Linked DNA regions of Sus scrofa: all the other regions are linked to region 3. Evidence: chromatin contacts called from public Hi-C data. All regions are on one chromosome and are shown on one strand. The core of a region is the stretch at or near the end of the contact, and the rest is flanking DNA. Distances in the headings are between cores, read along the strand shown.

Region 1 (2,700 bases), core at 89-2,588, 360 kb after region 3:
CAGCCTCGTTTTAACTCGAATGTCAACAGTGGGCTCCCCTCGGAGGTGAAAACACCTCCCATACCCTTTACCCTTTTTAAGAGTATGGTTCTGTGGCATTAAGTACGTTCACATTGCTGTGCAACCATCTCCTCCATCGTCTCCAGAATCTTTTTATCTTCCCAAACCGGTACTCTGCACCCATGGAACACGAATTCCCCACTCCTCCTCCCCCAGCCCCAGGCCGCCACCACCCTACTTCCTATCTCTGAATTTGAGGATCCACTCTGGGTACCTCATGTAGGTGGTGTCATTCCGTATCGGTGCCTTGCATCTGGTTGATTTCACTTGGCATAATGTTTTCAAAGACCCATTTTTTTTTTTAATAATGATTTTTATTTTTCCCATTATGGCTGGTTTGCAGTGTTCTGTGCATTTTCTCCTGTACAGCAAGGTGACCCAGTCACACATACATGTATACATTTTTTTTCTCACATTATCATGCTCCATCATTAGTGACCAGTGCTGTATAGCAGGATCTCATTGCTTGTCCATTCCAAAGGCAAGAGTTTGCATCTATGAACCCAAAATTCCCAGCCCCTCCCACTCCCTCCCCCTTCCCCTCCCCCTTGGCAACCACAAGTCTGTTCTCCATTAAAGACCCAGTTTTTTGTTTTTTGGTTTTGTTTTTGTCTTTTTGTCTTTTTGCCATTTCTAGGGCCGCTCCCGAGGCATATGGAGGTTCCCAGGCTAAGGGTCGAATCGGAGCTTTAGGCACTGGCCTACACCACAGCCACAGCAATGCAGGATCCGAGCTGCGTCTGTGACCTACACCACAGCTCATGGCAATGCCAGATCCTTAACCTACTGAGCAAGGCCAGGGAATCGAACCTGAAACCTCATGGTTCCTAGTCGGATTCGTTAACCACTGAGCCACGACAGGAACTCCAAAGACCCAATTTTGATATGCACAAATGCGCAGGGTCAGGGGAGTCATTCCCTTTTTACAAAGCATCTTGCTTTTTAATAGTTAAGTGTTTCGAGGGGGCCAGTGTATTGTGCATGACCATGTGTTTCAGTAGTTTATGACATTGAATGTAGATATTCTCCTCTAGATTGGTCCTACATTCCTGTCTTGGCTGATTGGAAACTGTGGCAAAAAGGAAGAACAGTAGCTAGCTATTTTTTAAATATTTGCTAAAAAGTATACCAGCGAGCCCGTATTTATAAATATGTGTTTTTAAAATAGGTTTGTTTCTTGCTTAATTTCCTGTGAAATAGTACAAGATATCCTCAGCGTTCTGAGAAGCCAAGTAATGGAGTAAACAGGCAGGCCAGTCATGACAGATGCTGTAAATCTTCGAGCAGAGCCAGGGGGTGAGATGTGTGAGGGTCAGAGTCCAGGGCCATGGGGCCACAGGGCCATTGTGATCGCCAGGCCGAGAAATTCCAAGCCAGGGGCTGGCCCGCTCCCATGTGTTGCGTGTTCTGCGTGCAGGCGGCCTGGAGCTGCGCCCGGCCACATTGTTGCAGTGAGGAAAGTCAGGAGGCGAGGGGACAGTGGATTTTGATGTGACACTTGGGGAGAGTTTTGCAGTCTTTTGAGCTACAATGGGCTACAAAGGGACCATGGGCGAGGGTGGGCTGATGACCAGAGGGCCTGAGGCCAGGGGAAGACTTGTCATTTGGGTCCAGCAGACCACAGCCTCTCTCTCTTTTTTGAATTAATTTTTTATTTTAATTTTTTGCTTTTTAAGGCCACACCCACAGCATGTGGAGGTTCCCAGACTAGGGGTCAAATTGGAGCTATAGCTGCTGGCCTACACCACAGCCACAGCAATGTGGGATCATAGCCATGTCTTGTCTGTGACCTACCCCACAGCTCACAGCAACACCAGATCCTTAACCCACTGAGCAAGGCCAGGGATTGAACCCGCATCCTCATGGATACTAGGCAGGTTCATAACCTGCTGAGCCACGGCAGGAGCTCCCCACAGCTCTCTTGATGGAGGGCAGGGCCTTTGGGTCAGGGACAAGTTTTAGGTGGGCCACTGATGTGTTAGCAGCTGGGCCCCCAGAAGGCTAACGGTGGCGTGAAGCCATCTTCACACAGATGCAGGTGTAGGGAAGGCCTTGGCCATTCGTGTGGTCCCAGGGCTCAGTAACACCCCTCCCCCAGGCTCCAGTCTGCATCAGGCCAGACCATCACAGGGGCAGGCTCCCCATTCAGTGCCTTGGAGCCTTTCTGTACTCCAAGAAATGCAAGAGATGAGCACATTTAAAGAAGAACTAGTTAAGCCTGGATTAGTCTTTGTGCCATGGGGCCCCAAGGAAATGGAAGACTTCCCTCCGTGGCCCCGGCTGTCTGATGTTCTGTGTGCACTCTGGGCACTGGGCTGTAGTGATGATGGGCGTCCAGGCTTCCAGGAGACTAGAGGTGGGGGGGCCAGTGCCTGGGGGTGGGGGCAGGCTGCTCCCCAGGCAGAAGTTGGGAGTGAGGGCAAGTGGAAGACCTCCAGGAGGAGGTGGCACCTGAGAGGGTTGGAGAGCCTGAGGTGTGAGGTCAGAGCAGGTGGGCCAGGCTGGTGGGAGGAATGCCCTGTCCTGAGGCCAGGGTCTGAGGTGGGGGCGAGGCTGGAGGAGAGACTCCCAGAGGCCCTCCTGAGCTGGGGAGGGATACACAGCAAGGAGGTGGATTTCTGATCAAAGGAGCAAGAGAGA
Region 2 (2,700 bases), core at 15-2,514, 480 kb after region 3:
ACTTTCAAATTTATACTTTTATGAAGACATTAAACAGTGATTAAAATAAGAATAACAGTGACAAATGAAACGTTGGAACTGTTTTTTGTTTTGTTTTGTTTTTTGTCTTTCTTAGGGCCTCCCCGAGGCATATGGAAGTTCCCAGGCTAGGGGTCAAATCTGAGCCATAGCTACTGGCCTGCGCCACGGCCACAGCAACAGCAACGTCAGATCTGAGCCGTGTCTGCGACCTACACCTCAGCTCACAGCAAAGCCAGATCCTTAACCCACTGAGCAAGACCAGGGATCGAACCTGCATTCTCATGGGTCCTAGTCAGATTTGTTTACGCCGAGCCATGATGGGAACTCCTGCTATACAACAGAGCTTGAAGAAACACTGTAAATCAACTATGCTTTAATTTTTAAAAAAGCTCAGGAAAAGATGCTCAATATCATGAGCCATCAGGAAAACCAAACCACCAAGAAATACCACTTCAAACCCACTAGGATGACTGTGATAATAAAAAGAATTATGTTTGTGGAATAAAGGCAGACCCCTTGTGCTTTGGTTGAGAGATACACAGAACTCAGAACTGAACTCAGAACGTGTTCATTTTCAACATGAGGGAACTTAGCCTGGATTTTCCCCCAATGGAATATCGCTCTTCTTCAAGATACGAGTGATGAATAAAAGTTATTTTTGTGTAGTGCCTAGCTTATTTTTCTATGATAAGAATGTTGAATCTATTTTACCCCTTGACAAATTACTCCATTAAGGGCCCTTCTTACCTTGCAAGCAAAACAAAAATAGTTTTGTCTTGAAACATGGTAAAAGCTTCCTGCTCACAAGAATGACTCGGCCTCTGGGGCCCTTTAACCTCATTCACATAGTGTGGATAATAATAATAATACCTTCCTCACAGGGTAAATGTAGGGATTAAATGAGTTAATCTACATGACAAGTGCTGAGCACATTCTAAGAGCTCAATAAATGTTAGCTGTTGTGATTATTATTGTTATTATTATTTCTGCAACCCGATTGGATCCCTGGAATGCATGAGCTGCAGATTGTAACCCTAAGTAGCGAAATTGATTGGTTTCCTAGATGGGGTCATTTAGCAGTGTCCATTTTAAAAGTTAAACAAAACATGTTTGCAAAATAGATTGGTAGAGTAGGCAGCGCCAGGCATTTATTTCTGCTGAACTTGGCTCTCTTGTTTGTGGGAATGTGTCACACAAGTAGAGAGGAGCGTTGACTGTGTGTTCTAGGCGGGCAGGCCTCCGGCCCAGCTCGACTTTTGCCATCACATTACATGCAAATGAAAATACAAAGAGGTTAAGGCGCAGTCCACGTTGGCCCGATTCACTTTGCACTTTGATCTCGCAAATTGCTGTTCTCTGAGTCTGTTGTCAGTGTTTCGGGGCCGGCTTTGAAGAATCAATAATACGAAACATCTCCAAAAAGATTTGCATCCTGGTCAAGGATGATTCCTGGCTTTGGGATCAAAGGCCGGTGTGAGATCAATTAATACCTGAAAACCTCTCTTCTTTTAAAAAATTGCCTTCTTAGGAAGAAGGAACGGCAGAAATGAGGAAGTAGGGAGGTTGTACCAAAAAACCCTTTTAATATTCATGGAAGATATTTAGTTTTTAGAACTCCTGCAGATTTTAGAAGAAAGCTGGCATAGCATTTTGAAAGGGTATCCAGGAGACAAATGGGCCTATAAATTTAGAGAGAAAGAGAGAATTTTTCTTTTTGAGTATGGGATAGATTGAAATTTTCCACTCTAATGGCGCTCTACCTGTGTTACAATTAAGGTCGTTTGGCAAGGTTCAGAGCTTACAGCTCAGCATGGGATTGAAACTTTTCTGGCAGTGGAGCTCTTTTTCTTAGGATCTTTTCCAGTTTCCAGTGATAGATCGATCCGTTATTTTAAATAATAATGACCATTTTTGAGGCTAAGTACCAGCCCCACAGAACGCCTTCTCCTGGCATCATTTTGTTTAATCTTTATCCCACCCCTATGAAATACGTACTCTTTTCCCACCCCTATTTTGCAGAGTAAAAAATATGCATTCATTAATTAAAATATAAATAATACCTTTTTAAAAATCCACTAAGGCTTGGGTTAAGGGACTATTGCTTTTATTCGAAGGTAGTAGGAGCCTGAAGTATTGATACTTAAACATCTATTTGCTGAAATCAGCATCTTAAAAGAGGATCAGCCTTCCACCAGCTAGAAACAGTTTTAGGGTTGCAGCATTAGGCAGGGAGAAGCCAGGCATCTTACTCCTTTGGAAACATTCTATAGGCCTTTAATGTTTATTGAAAAAAAACCTTACATATGTCATTAGGAGAAATTGTGACCTTCACGGTCTGGGAGGAAACTGATCTGGAAAATAGAATTCCACAGTCTGTTTCTTTGTCTTATTCACCCTGGTGGGTGAGTGACTGTCTTCCGTTCATGTCAATTAATTCTCTTAATTGAAAAGAAAAATTTGCTTTTAAAAATATTTACGCTTAATAGGTTTTTCTGTCATCTGGTTTCCATTTGAGATACGGCTTTATTTTCTCAGCCAGATTTTTTTTTTCTCAGCAGTCTTTTTCTCAACCAAGAAACACTACTTCCCAAACCAAAGACAGCCAATCCATTCCAGAGAAGGGCACTCCCAAAATACCCTTTGAACAGAGGTATCCATTCCTTAGACTCTGAACCTCAC
Region 3 (2,700 bases), core at 146-2,645:
CAGTGTTTTCTCTAAATATAAATGCAACATATTTTCTTATAGAAACCGACATATTTGGGCCCATTTCCCCTCCGTCTTTTTCTAACATCTCTCCCCGAGGTTATACAGATTGTTGACTTTGTGAGCAAGGTTGTCGTTCTCACGGCCCCTGGTCACTGTCCCAGGCTGCAAGGTGGAGGGGCTGAGCTGGCAGAAGAAGGAAGAGGTTTGTGCCCCACTTCTGACCATGCAAGTCTGAGGTCACCTGTCCTGATCATGAGTACTTTTTGTGTTTCCTTCTGCCCACCTGATGTGAGAGCCATTGTCAATCCCTTTTTTTTTCTTTTCTTTTTTTTTTTTTTTTGTCTTTATAGGGGCCATTCCCGCAGCATATGGAGGTTCCCAGGCCAGGGGTTGAATTGGAGCTGTTGTTGCCCGCCTACACCACAGCGACAGCAACGCTAGATCCAAGCCACATCTTCAACCTACACCACAGCTCACGGCAACACTGGATCCTCAACCCACTGAGCAAGGCCAGGGATCGAACCCGCGACCTCAGGGTTCCTAGTTGGATTCGTTTCCGATGCGCCATAAGAGGAACTTCAACCCCCTTTTTTTTAATGTCTATTTTGCCCGTGCTAGACCTCTCCCCACCCATACACCTCCCCCCACCCCACACGTACATGCACAAGCACACACATGCATGTACCTCTCCAAACTTTTTTCAGTAAAGAACAATTTTAATTTAAAATTTTTGCTGTCTGGATTAACACATGTGAGTCTGTGTTTTCTTATTTTCTGTGATATTTGCATTTTAACCCTCACCTTGAATTTTTTTCTAAAGGAGCTCTACCTCTTATTTAGGGTTTTCAGAAACTGATCAGGAAAGGTGCTCTTCCCTGCCCCCACCATCCAGGGAGTGGGTTAACAAGTAATATTTATCATTATCATCATCAACACCACTCTAGAGTTTCAAAGCTCTTCTATAGGCACCATCCTCTCCAGGATCCTAAAATGGTATCTATTAGCTGTCAATCACTTCACCTACTCTTAAGGCTTGCAATGACTCTTGCAAAAAAAAAAAAAAAAAAAAAAAAAAATCCAAAGAACACTCCTGTTTCTAACATCCTATGGTTCACGGAGGGTGGACTCCTGTAATCTTCTTATTCTCTCTAATCCACAGCCATAACTATGTGTTTCCATGCATTAACTACTTGTTTTCAGTTTCATAGGTCAAGAGTTTTGCCCAAAGGCTTGGCATGCTTCCAATCTCGAGTTGGACATCACTTCAAAGACCCAGACGCTGGAGAACATACTTCCTTTGCAGTCATTCTGGACCTGTGTTAAGTACACCTGCTCTGAGCTAGGCCAAACGTCTTATGGGAACTAAATGACTTAGTCATCACGATTGCGTGGCTTCCAACAAGAGTTAACATGGAATGTTTTGTCTCTGGGCATGCGCTCTGAAATAGCCACGACTTGTAGGTCTAACTATGGACAGCAGGTGGCGCTCTCGTCTTAGGATTCCAGCTTCCAAGTGTGGAAAATTTCAGGTGCATTTAAAATTTTATGCACTTTTTTTTTTCCCTCTGCCAAGCCAGAAATGTACTCCATTTTCTTTAATCAGGTTCATCTGCTTCCTACTGTGTTACTTCAATTGGGTAATAGTCAACCCAGCTTCTCCCCTGGCTCTGTTCTTTCCTCGAGCTGGATATGAGGTTTGAGATTTGCCAGAGTTGGGAGTTAGTGGTAAGTGCCCATCTGGCAGACGACGGAAGTGCTGTATATACACTCAGAACTGGATGTCATTCCTCATTGTTCCAAGTGGCTTCGTACAGACACTCCCTTTGCCCTGGACGGGAGTCTGCTGCTACCCAGCGTCCAGGAAGCCCAGAGTCTGGAGCACGTAAAGGGCCTCCCGGGAAAGCTGGGTGGGATTCTGTGGCAAGCAAGGGGGTTTCTGGGAACAATTTCCAGGGCCACCCAGCTGCCTCCCAGGAGGCAACTATGTTCACCCCCACTGGCAGTGACAGCCTTTGGTTAGCTACCCAGCTTTGGTGCCCACATTCATTCCTGCAATCACTCATTTAGCAAATACAAGGCGTCCTGTATCCCAAAGCGCTAGTTGCTCCTGCATCAGTCAGGGTCCAGCCAGGAGATGAAAACCACATCAGTTATTTTAAGAGAGAGAATTTAATCTAAGGAATTGTCAACTATGCATAAACTGTTAACTAGGTAACCAGAGACAAAAGAACAGCAAGGTATCCTTCTGGGGTGGTGGTAGAGGAGCAGTTGCCTACCCCTCCTGTGGCTTGGGCGTCTGTCCTGGAAGCTTAGGGCAGTCCAGGGTCTCAGCTCTAAGGTTTAGTTCAGTGGGTGGGGATCAGTGGAGGTCTCTGAGCCTATGTGATGAGAGTGACTCTGTGAGGGTCAGAAAAACCACAAACTGGATTTGGCAGCTGTTGTGGAGAGGATGTGCCACTGTGGATGAGGAAGCATAGCCGGGAGATGCTTAGAGGGGGCAAGCCGGGATAGCGTTCCGCTTCCTCCTCCTGGTCGCTAGTTTCCTCTAGCGCCCCCACTGGCGGGTGGGAGCACAGCAGTGATGTGCAGTCGGGGGCCAGGTTGAGTCACCAACCCTTCTCAGAACTTCATTTTCTCCACCTCCCTTATTGCTCCAAGGTGACATAAACTATCACTAAATGTAGCATAACTTATTTC
Region 4 (2,700 bases), core at 180-2,679, 300 kb after region 3:
GGAACCTCCGTATGTCAGGGGTGTGGCCCTGAAAAGAAAAGGAAAAAAAAAAAAAAGGAGAGAGAGAGAAACGCAAATTAAAACAGCACAGACACCAAGATATTACTTTTTACCTGGTGGATTGGCAAAAATTCAAAATCCTGACAGATTCTGTTGGCAAAGCTGAGGCGAAAGCGGCCCTCACCTACCTGGCTGGGGTGGTGTAAGATGCCCCACCCTGAGCTCTGGGGTGTCCCCCAGATCATGGGATGTTCCTCAGCCCACAGCAGGGTCCCTGGGAGTTAGCTTCTTCCTGGAGATGCTCTCAGCCAGTGACTCCGGAGCCTGGAAGCTGGTCCCCAGGTGGGGTCATGTGGAGGCCTGTTCTGGGTTCATTTCCCAGCTTTTCCCTTGGGGACCAGGTACCAGTCTCCTCCAGGGCAGCCAGCTCCTTGGAGCACCCTTTCTTGGTTGCATGCTCATCCTGTGTCACCAGTGCTCCCTGCATCTCCCAAGGAGGTATTTGCAGTTGGTTTCCGAGTCACAAGATGCACTTCTGAAGAATCCGTACTGACACCAGGCCTCATGCATTGACCCTTGGACTCAGCAAATCCAGTCCCCAGTTTACCCTGAAAATGCATCTCCCCAAACAGGAAACACTCACTGTGGCTTGATGGTAACAGCAAAGTTGGGTCAAATTAAGTGCCTAGCCCTACAGCCTGGCTGAGTAACCATGGCTCATCTGTGACACAGAATTTTCTGCAGCCCTTAGAAATAACTTAGCTGAAGCTCTCTCTACAATGAGTGGTTTCCAGGATATTTTGGGGAGTGAAAGAAGAAAGGTGCTAAAGACAATGTGTGGATCATGTGACCTTTTATGCAGGGAAGACAGGAATAAGTAAACACACCTGTATTTGCTTATTAATGTATAAGGAAACCCTGGGAAGAGAAGCCATGAACTATTAAATATGATTCCTTGGGACGTAGGTGGGAAGGATCAGGGTGGGGTGAGATTTCTCTTAGTACATCGTCTGCTTCTGGCAAAGATGAACTAATAGGGACTGGATTTCCCCTTCTACTTGAATCAACCCCCCAAAAAAAACCCCACAAAAACACAAAATGCAATGAAAATAAGACCAAAATACAAGAGAAAAAAGGAAACAGGTTTTCAAGACAGGGACAGTGAGCCCCGAGAGGGCAGACAAAGGAGGCTGCCCTTTGGTGGCCTCTGCTGACTTGCAGGGAGAATTCCAGACCTTGCTTCAGGGGTGGGAAGCCTGTGCGGAGCCCAGAGGAGCCCGACTGAGGAGACAGACTGGGGAGACCAAGGCAGCCAGAGTTGAAAGCAGAGACCAGGGGATAGGAGGGACCCCCCAGGAGAGGACCCCAGGGCTGCACAGGGAGCCCTCCAGTATGCAGCATCTCAGCCCACGCACGGGAGGGAACTTGGCCAGTCTGAGCAAGGAACCATCCAGAAGGATTGCCTGGCAGCACACACAGGGCTGGGAACAGTGCCGGTCCCAGCAGCTGGTCGAGAAATCTCCTAGACTCCAAAGTGGGATGTGATTAACCCTGCACCCACCTCCATCTCAGACCCACCTACACATCATTAATGCAAGACCTGCGAGGTTCAAAACCATCCCGATGACGTCACTGCTTCTCAGGACAGACAGAGCCCAGAAGCTTGATGTTTATACAGTTTTGACGTTTGGAGAGTGTCGTCTTTGACATATTCAAATTTAAAGTGAAATGGCAAAGGATGAGAAAAGCCAACGAGAAAATTGAAATCAAACAAATGAATTGGATGATGATGTAACCACACAATTTTTTAAAAGGTGAATCTGGGGCTCAGTACACTGTACATTCTCTAGGGAAACACACACACACACACACACACACACACACACACACACACACACACACACACACAATGGCAAAGCAATCTTGAGCTCGCCTTTGCGGTACTGATACAGGCAGCCGGTTATGTTTGTGTATCGCTGGATAGAGTGAATAAGTAAATATGCCCAGATTGTTGAGAACGAGGGCTCGCATCCTAGGCGGGGGAAATAAAAGGATGGTGTGGTTGGATCCTGATATTTCACAAAGCTATTCTGAGGCTATTTAATGCATATTCTAAAAAATGTACAGAAATTTTGAATTGTCTAAATGCAGTAAATTAAAGTTTCCTTATATCTGCCTTCTAGCGATTAAAACTGGGATGTCCTCCTAGCACATGACACCTCTTTATTTTCAATAAAATCAATAAAAATATTTGTTGCTGATTTTTGGGTTATTTCATGAAACTAATGTACCTTCAGTGGTCTCTAGTGATTTCCTCTCTTTTTAATGTTTGGCATGAACTCCTAGATCATAATTGCACCTTTCCCCAAAGCTGTCCCTCACATGTGTCTGTTGGGTGGAAAGTAGTAATAACACTTTTCTGTTTTTTCGTCCCATCATTCTTGCAGAGACTAGTGTGATATTTATAAAGCATCTTATGTATATGTTTTGTTTTAATGAACCATCATTTTAGGAATTGCAGATATAAAGATAATTGTGATGGTTTCTTATTATTGGAAAAGTGTGGCTTTAACTATTTTTCCCACTTCTTGTTTTTTTTTAAGATTAAAAAAGTGAAAGCAACATTGACCCAGTAAAACCTGATTTAAATCAGACCAAGCCTACGGAAAACCTGGCCCTTAACAAGTAGTGACTGACTGT

The links. Hi-C and Micro-C count contacts between places; a contact is called where the count stands out from the background.
Region 1: a contact with region 3 is called in a Hi-C map of embryonic fibroblasts, with 4 times the contacts expected there. The contact joins two enhancer-like sites. A contact is called at or near these places in 5 of 47 Hi-C or Micro-C datasets (embryonic fibroblasts, epiblast stem cells, heart right ventricle and 1 more).
Region 2: a Hi-C map of liver shows a contact between it and region 3, with 2.8 times the contacts expected there. The contact joins two enhancer-like sites.
Region 4: a contact with region 3 is called in a Hi-C map of heart right ventricle, with 2.5 times the contacts expected there. The contact joins two enhancer-like sites. A contact is called at or near these places in 1 of 47 Hi-C or Micro-C datasets (heart right ventricle) and 1 of 2 datasets of contacts at active chromatin or transcription factors (skeletal muscle).

The regions. Positions count from the first base shown.
Region 1 is chr6:99,898,684-99,901,383 of Sscrofa11.1, reverse strand. All of the region lies in intron 2 of PTPRM (receptor-type tyrosine-protein phosphatase mu), which reads left to right. Among named protein-coding and RNA genes, the nearest start is that of PTPRM, 190 kb to the left of the region's middle. Within about 2 kb of position 1,338, at least 15 of the 83 cell types and tissues checked have an H3K27ac peak or open chromatin away from gene starts, as enhancers often do.
Region 2 is chr6:99,779,350-99,782,049 of Sscrofa11.1, reverse strand. The region is part of intron 4 of PTPRM (receptor-type tyrosine-protein phosphatase mu); the gene reads left to right. Among named protein-coding and RNA genes, the nearest start is that of PTPRM, 310 kb to the left of the region's middle. Within about 2 kb of position 1,264, at least 3 of the 83 cell types and tissues checked have an H3K27ac peak or open chromatin away from gene starts, as enhancers often do. A contact at or near this core is called in liver, where this site is marked.
Region 3 is chr6:100,262,591-100,265,290 of Sscrofa11.1, reverse strand. No RefSeq gene overlaps it. Among named protein-coding and RNA genes, the nearest start is that of LRRC30, 28 kb to the left of the region's middle. Within about 2 kb of position 1,395, at least 22 of the 83 cell types and tissues checked have an H3K27ac peak or open chromatin away from gene starts, as enhancers often do. A contact at or near this core is called in liver, where this site is marked.
Region 4 is chr6:99,960,445-99,963,144 of Sscrofa11.1, reverse strand. The region is part of intron 1 of PTPRM (receptor-type tyrosine-protein phosphatase mu); the gene reads left to right. Among named protein-coding and RNA genes, the nearest start is that of PTPRM, 130 kb to the left of the region's middle. Within about 2 kb of position 1,429, at least 6 of the 83 cell types and tissues checked have an H3K27ac peak or open chromatin away from gene starts, as enhancers often do.